Linked DNA regions of Mus musculus: region 1 is linked to region 2. A link is a contact called in public ChIA-PET data. All regions are on one chromosome and are shown on one strand. The core of a region is the stretch at or near the end of the contact, and the rest is flanking DNA. Distances in the headings are between cores, read along the strand shown.

What was found. ChIA-PET counts read pairs in DNA pulled down with a chosen protein or histone mark.
Region 1: an SMC1A ChIA-PET map of the G1E-ER4 cell line shows a contact between it and region 2, with 5 read pairs. The contact joins two enhancer-like sites. A contact is called at or near these places in 1 of 15 datasets of contacts at CTCF or cohesin (the G1E-ER4 cell line), 2 of 484 Hi-C or Micro-C datasets (the N1E-115 cell line and embryonic stem cells) and 1 of 115 datasets of contacts at active chromatin or transcription factors (embryonic stem cells).

Annotation. Positions count from the first base shown.
Region 1 is chr1:52,595,817-52,598,817 of GRCm38.p6, forward strand. It overlaps a transcript of Nemp2 not described here. Among named protein-coding and RNA genes, the nearest start is that of Gm28178, 17 kb to the left of the region's middle. Within about 2 kb of position 1,630, at least 161 of the 459 cell types and tissues checked have an H3K27ac peak or open chromatin away from gene starts, as enhancers often do. A contact at or near this core is called in the G1E-ER4 cell line, where this site is marked.
Region 2 is chr1:52,297,003-52,299,921 of GRCm38.p6, forward strand. No RefSeq gene overlaps it. Among named protein-coding and RNA genes, the nearest start is that of Gm31955, 7.2 kb to the right of the region's middle. Within about 2 kb of position 1,474, at least 26 of the 459 cell types and tissues checked have an H3K27ac peak or open chromatin away from gene starts, as enhancers often do. A contact at or near this core is called in the G1E-ER4 cell line, where this site is marked.

The sequences.
Region 1 (3,001 bases), core at 380-2,879, 300 kb after region 2:
CACCCCCATACCTTCCCTTCTGTCAGCAGCTACTGTTTACTTCATTTTTCCTATGGCTTCCTATGAATAAACCACTACATCCTGGGGCAGGCTCCTGGTTTTCTGTGTTTGGGGCATAAAAAAGTTGTGTATTCTTACATACGCTTTCAACTGATCTCAGACTTTAAGTCGGTATTTCACTCCCCTTGGTTTCAAAAGAGATAGCTAAATCCTGACCGCAGTTACTCTACAGTGAAATGTCTTATTCATATCTAGGCTTCAGCTCGTATTTACAGTGGGACTATTAACCCCTCCATTCTCTTCCAACAAACATGTCAGTTCACTTTTTTTTTTTTTTTTTTTTTTTTTTGGCTGTTGTTATTGTAACAAAATATCTGGGTAGCACATGAAGAAAGAGGTTTACTCACCTGTCAAACAAGGACCCAATCACCTTCTGCTAATCTCAACCGAGAGGCTCAGTTGCTTCCTATCAGGGCTACACTGATGACTACAGAGTTTGAACTCTCAGGAGACACAAACAGAGCACAGCGTGGTAACCAAAGGCTCTCATTTGCTCACACTGCTCTGCTGGCCTAGCCAGAAGACAGACATTCTTATGTTCACTCTGCCATATTTTGTTGGAAGTTAGCTTCTTGGAACCTGGTGGTAGTCATACCAGCACAGTGGCTAAGAAGTGAGACACTTGCTTTTTGCTTTTGCATCTTTTTATATGGGGACTTGTGGTGAAGAGCTTTGCTTTCTATAACGATACAAAGTTAAACATACAAAGAAGTGCTTAAAAAGTTCCAAGGAGCCAAGAAGACTTTCAAGTTTAAGGATAATACAGAGAAATGCTAAAGTGCACAGAAGCAGATCAAATTGTAGAAATTCAAGCAAAGAATGTGAGACAGGTGGACAGAGATGATTAAAACTGGCCCCACCACTGAGGGCTGAGAGGTCTGGCCCAGATAGAAATCCTTTTCCCAGTTCCCTGTCCAGCATATTGTAGATCTAACATTCTCAATTGTTAGAGATAGAAGAAGAGCAGAAATGGCCGCTGCTTCTCCCAGAAGAATTCACATCAATTATGAATGATAAAGCAAAGCAGCAAACACAAAGCAACCCACCACTCCTTAAAATCCAGATTTGGCTTGCATCTCTTCTTAAAGAGGAGGTGAGTTACAATAGAATTGCTTCTGCTCACATCTGTGACATAGAATAGTATCAAGCCCCGGAAAAAATAAAAAGAGTTGCCATGGGGCCTGGGGAGATGGCTCAGAGGATAAAGCTCTGGTCACAAGTGTAAGGACCCAAGTTCAGACCTCCGCACCCACACAGAGCTGATGGCAGTCATGGGGAGCCATCAGGATGTCCAGCCCTGTCCCATGCTGCTGTGAACAGGAGACCCTACCTAAAACAAGGTGGAAGGGAAGGGGACACACTTAAGGTTGTCCTCTGACCTCTGCACATGCGCTGTGGCATCAGTGTAGCAAGACACACAGATATCACACAAATGCACAGCAAAAGAAAGAAACCGTTGCTATGAACCCTTGTACGAGCCGTGAGAACACAAAGGCAGCAGAGACTGGCCTCCCTGCCTTCCCCCAGCCCACGCTCAGCAGATCTCTGGGCGTTGGCAGGGCCTCATGAGTGGGCTGGTCCTCCTTTTTGGTGTTGGCTCTGGACTGCACTGGTCTAATTCACTGCCAATTAATCTTGTCAGGCAGCCTGCTGATGCCAGCTGTAGCTCAAACACCCTCACGGCGAATACCCAGCCCAGTGAGCCTTTGTGTAGCCATCGCTGAAAATGTGAGTAAAAAGTTTTAATTTGGACAAACCCTAGGGCATCTGTTCTTCCTGAAAAAAGAAAAAAGAAAAAAAAAAAAGGTGCAACACTCGGTGTATACATTTTTTTTTTTTTGGTGGAGTTTTTTAAAAATAGAATAATCCAGTTTTGAACACGAGGGAGTTTTGAAAAACCAATTTAAGCATAAATAAGTTCATCAGCTACTCATTGTGCTGTGTAAAGCTTGTGAATTAAAAGAAACATAATGGTCATTAGGAAAAGCATGCCTCCCCCTCCCCCCCATTAGTAGTGTGCGTTGTTTGCTGAGCAGTGGGAGTGTGAATATTTGTACCTGTGTGAAGGAGAGGAGCGCGTAGGTTTGTGGGAAGTGGGTGCGGGTCACCGAGTCAGCGGGCGTGGGCGGAGGCTGGGCGCTGAGTCAGAGGGAGGAGGAGGGCAGGTATGTGTGGGCGGCTGGAGACAGCAGCCACAGCTTTGCATGCGAATGTCTCAAGGAAACAGTCCAAGCATTTTTAAAAAGCCTTAGAAAACTGGGAGTCAAAACTGAAGCAGAGTCCAGCTGACCAGGCTGCTTTACCGATGGATGATCTAAAGTTTTAAAATTATTACTTAAGTTATTTCTGGTCTGTGGCTATTTCTTTTTTTCCGCCTGATAATTGGTGTTGAACATTCCCATGTCTTTTGCAGGGCACTTTTTCTGCCTGTCCTCTCTTGTAAAAGTGACCTCAGAGTTGCCTTTGTGCACAAGTAGGACCCGGGCAGAGCCAGGGATGAGTGGAAGATGAGCTTAGAGTTTCCATCCAAAATAATCCTTAATGCCCTAAAGAGATAGTGTCACTGTTCTAACCTTATATGGGATTTTAAAATCTACTGCATTCAAGCCTGAAATGGCATGGTAACATGAGGCAGACAGGGAGCCATGGTTCATGGAGATAAACTGCCACATGCTGCCTACTGATTTAGGCATGGAGAGAGAACGTAGAAGGACTTGGCTATGGAGTGGGAGTCTGTACAATTAATCAAAAGCAAACGTGGGTGGGACATGGCGCTACCCAGCTGTGATCCCAGCACTGGGAAAGCAGAGGCAGGGGGATCAGGTTAAAGACTGTCTCAGTTTATAGGAAGTTTGAGGCTAACCTGGGGTACGGAAGACCCCATCTTACCACAACCAACAACAACCAAGTTCAGAAAGGGATAAATGCAAGGGTATTGGTC
Region 2 (2,919 bases), core at 224-2,723:
TAATAAACATTCTTTTTAACCTAATTTTATACTTGTAATTTCATCATCTTTTCCAAAATGATCAACTCAACAAAACCTTGAAAAGCCATACTTTGCTATGTCTACATGGAATATTACTTATATTCAAATTAGGTCATTAGTCAGTGTAAAGTACAAGAGATGTTAGAAATAAACAGGGGTGTGTGTGTGTGTGTGTGTGTGTGTGTGTGTGTGTGTGTGAGAGAGAGAGAGAGAGAGAGAGAGAGAGAGAGAGAGAGAGAGAGAGAGAGAGAAGGCCTGCGTACACATGCTAACAAGAATGGCAGCTAGCTAACAGCAGTCCATGTGCATAAACCCAGCCCTATACATGGCAGCATGCTGCCTAGCAGTTCACTTCTCTCCCATATTTATGATCCTTGGACATACATGTAATTATGGCATGTAATTATGGGCACATCCATTTAGCCACCTCAGACCTCAACTCTAACCACTTGACGCTGCCAGCTCTCTGCCCAACTGTGACTATAAGGACATCTTCGAAATGTTGCCAGTGAACTCTGGCTCCAATAGGAGCATCTGTTTGAAGATTCTACTTGATAACTATCTTCTGAGTAGTAGATTTCTTCTACCTTTCTCCTGCACATAATCTTAAGAATTGGGACCCATGGCAGTAGGTGCTATTATTGAGACAATACATCTCTTCTTGCAAATTTCCTTTCTCTTCATGCTTTCATGTTGGCAACCTTGCTGTGTGGCTTGTTGATTGTCGTAAGCCTCTGCTGATTGTTCCCTCTGTTCGTTTGTTCCTTGGGAGTTCTGGAGCAGGCTCCTAGAGAACCTCCCTGCTTTAACCTTATCTTCCATTACTTCTTAGAGTAGCTAGAGCGCAGATCTCAAGCCATGCACCTGACACACCACTCCCCTTGTACCAAATTATGACAACCTCACAACCCTATTAAGTAAATCCAAGCCTTGTGTTGAAGATACATCACTGATCTGTTGAAGACTCGCTTGTGTCTGCTTTTGGCCATTGCCGTCCTATTTTTATCTAAAGTTGCAGAATGCATCTATGCTGGTCATCTGTTCAGCTTACTCTATGTCAGTCCCTCAGGACTTGACCTCCTTCAGTTATGGCAACCATATAAAGTAGTTACATTTATCTTTATTTTATGAGGAAATTAACCCTTAGAGACAGAACATTGACCAAGGCTAAACACTGGATGAGGACTCTGTCTTGTCTGTCTGCAACTGGGAAATAAAGAAGGTGATGCTAACACTGGGGACACATCAATTGTAATATCACCTTAATCTAGAGTATGATTGTGGCACACCTTAGGGGTCCTGGGACATGACCTGTTCATCTCCTTCCTCTCCCCACCACCTTCCAGTGTGGATAAACTCCGTTTCAGTTTCTCTCTCCAACAAGGTTCTGTCTACAAACCACATCTGCTCTGAACTTTACTTCCCATGGTGACTCAAGCAAAAGCGAGTAATGAAGACTTAAGAATGCAATGCCCTGTGAAATAGGTATGGCATGCAGGAAAGAGGAAGCGATACATAAGACTGGGTGTAAAAAAATATAAAGATAACAAGTGTTTCCTTTTCAGTTAGCCAGAGTTATCTACTAGAGCTCTATTTTAAGACTTACACATAGGCTAGGAAGATAGTTTAAATGGCAAACTGCCTGTTATGCAAGCCTGGGATCATGAGTTCGATCCCTACTACCCATGGAAGAAGCCGAGTTGGTGGCATGTGCCTATAGTACCAGGGCTGGGGAGGCAGAGCCAGGCAAATTCCTGAGTTCACTGGCTAGCCAAACTAACCTACTTGGAGAGTCCCAGGGCAGTGAGACACCCTGTCTCAAACAAAACAGACAAAAAAAGCACAGTTCCTGCGAAACAACAGCAGAGGCTGACCTCTGACCTCCACAAAGGTGCACATGCAGCCATGAGCAGGCATGTAGACATACATGAGTTCTCTCTGCCTGTCTCTGTCTGCCTGTCTCTCTGCTCTCTCTGTCTCTCTGTCTCTGTCTCTCTCTAGAGTTCTTAGAAGTATCACTAAATTTGGCCTCTATTCTCAGGGGGCTTTCAGTCTAGTCAAGAGACCTAGTGCAAATAAAAAATTGAAGTAGGATGCTCTCTGATAGGGTTCTGCCATAGGTTAACTACTGGGGGAGTCTGGACATAAAGCAGATCCAAGAGCCTTGAACAGACCTTAACCTGGTCAAATAATCTCTGGATGCTGTGGTAGGATTTAGTAAAACAACAGAGATGTAAGAACAAAGTGCTCTGGATGCATGAGAGAGCCAGTTAGCTGTGCTGGAGTATATGGTGTATGTATGCAGCACACTGATGAGGTAACCTCCCAGAGGAGATCAGGCAACATGTGAAAGAAAGGCATCCCGTCAGGCAAAGAAGGGGATGAGTGAGGATAGGAAAGACAGAAATCAGCGTGTAAGAAGTTATTACACTAAAATTCAAAATTCTGTCCTTAGAATGTTCTTTCTTGAATAACTCAGATGTGCCATCGTCCTATAATGATTTAGTGATGTTAGTGATAGCCTCCTGTGCTGTTACATCATACTGTAAATGAGCAGAACCTGTCATAACGTTGTCTTTGGCATTCAACACAGTTTATACTTGGCCTTCTTGGTTTTAGTGGATTTTTAGTCGGTGACTCGATGTGCACCATTTATTTAGTAATATTTTATGAATTAAAAATTGGAAGGAGGGATGGCAGATTATCCACACAAGCTCCGATGAAAATCACTTCTGTCTTCCACTAGATGGCATTGGAAGAACATGGCACATCCCCTAGTTCTCACTGAGGCTGAGTAAGATGTTTGCGTTGTGGAGACTACACAACTGTTGTTGTCTACACATCTCTGCATAACACTCGCTCCTTAACAGAGGTTTAGTTTTGAAGTAGCCGGTAAAT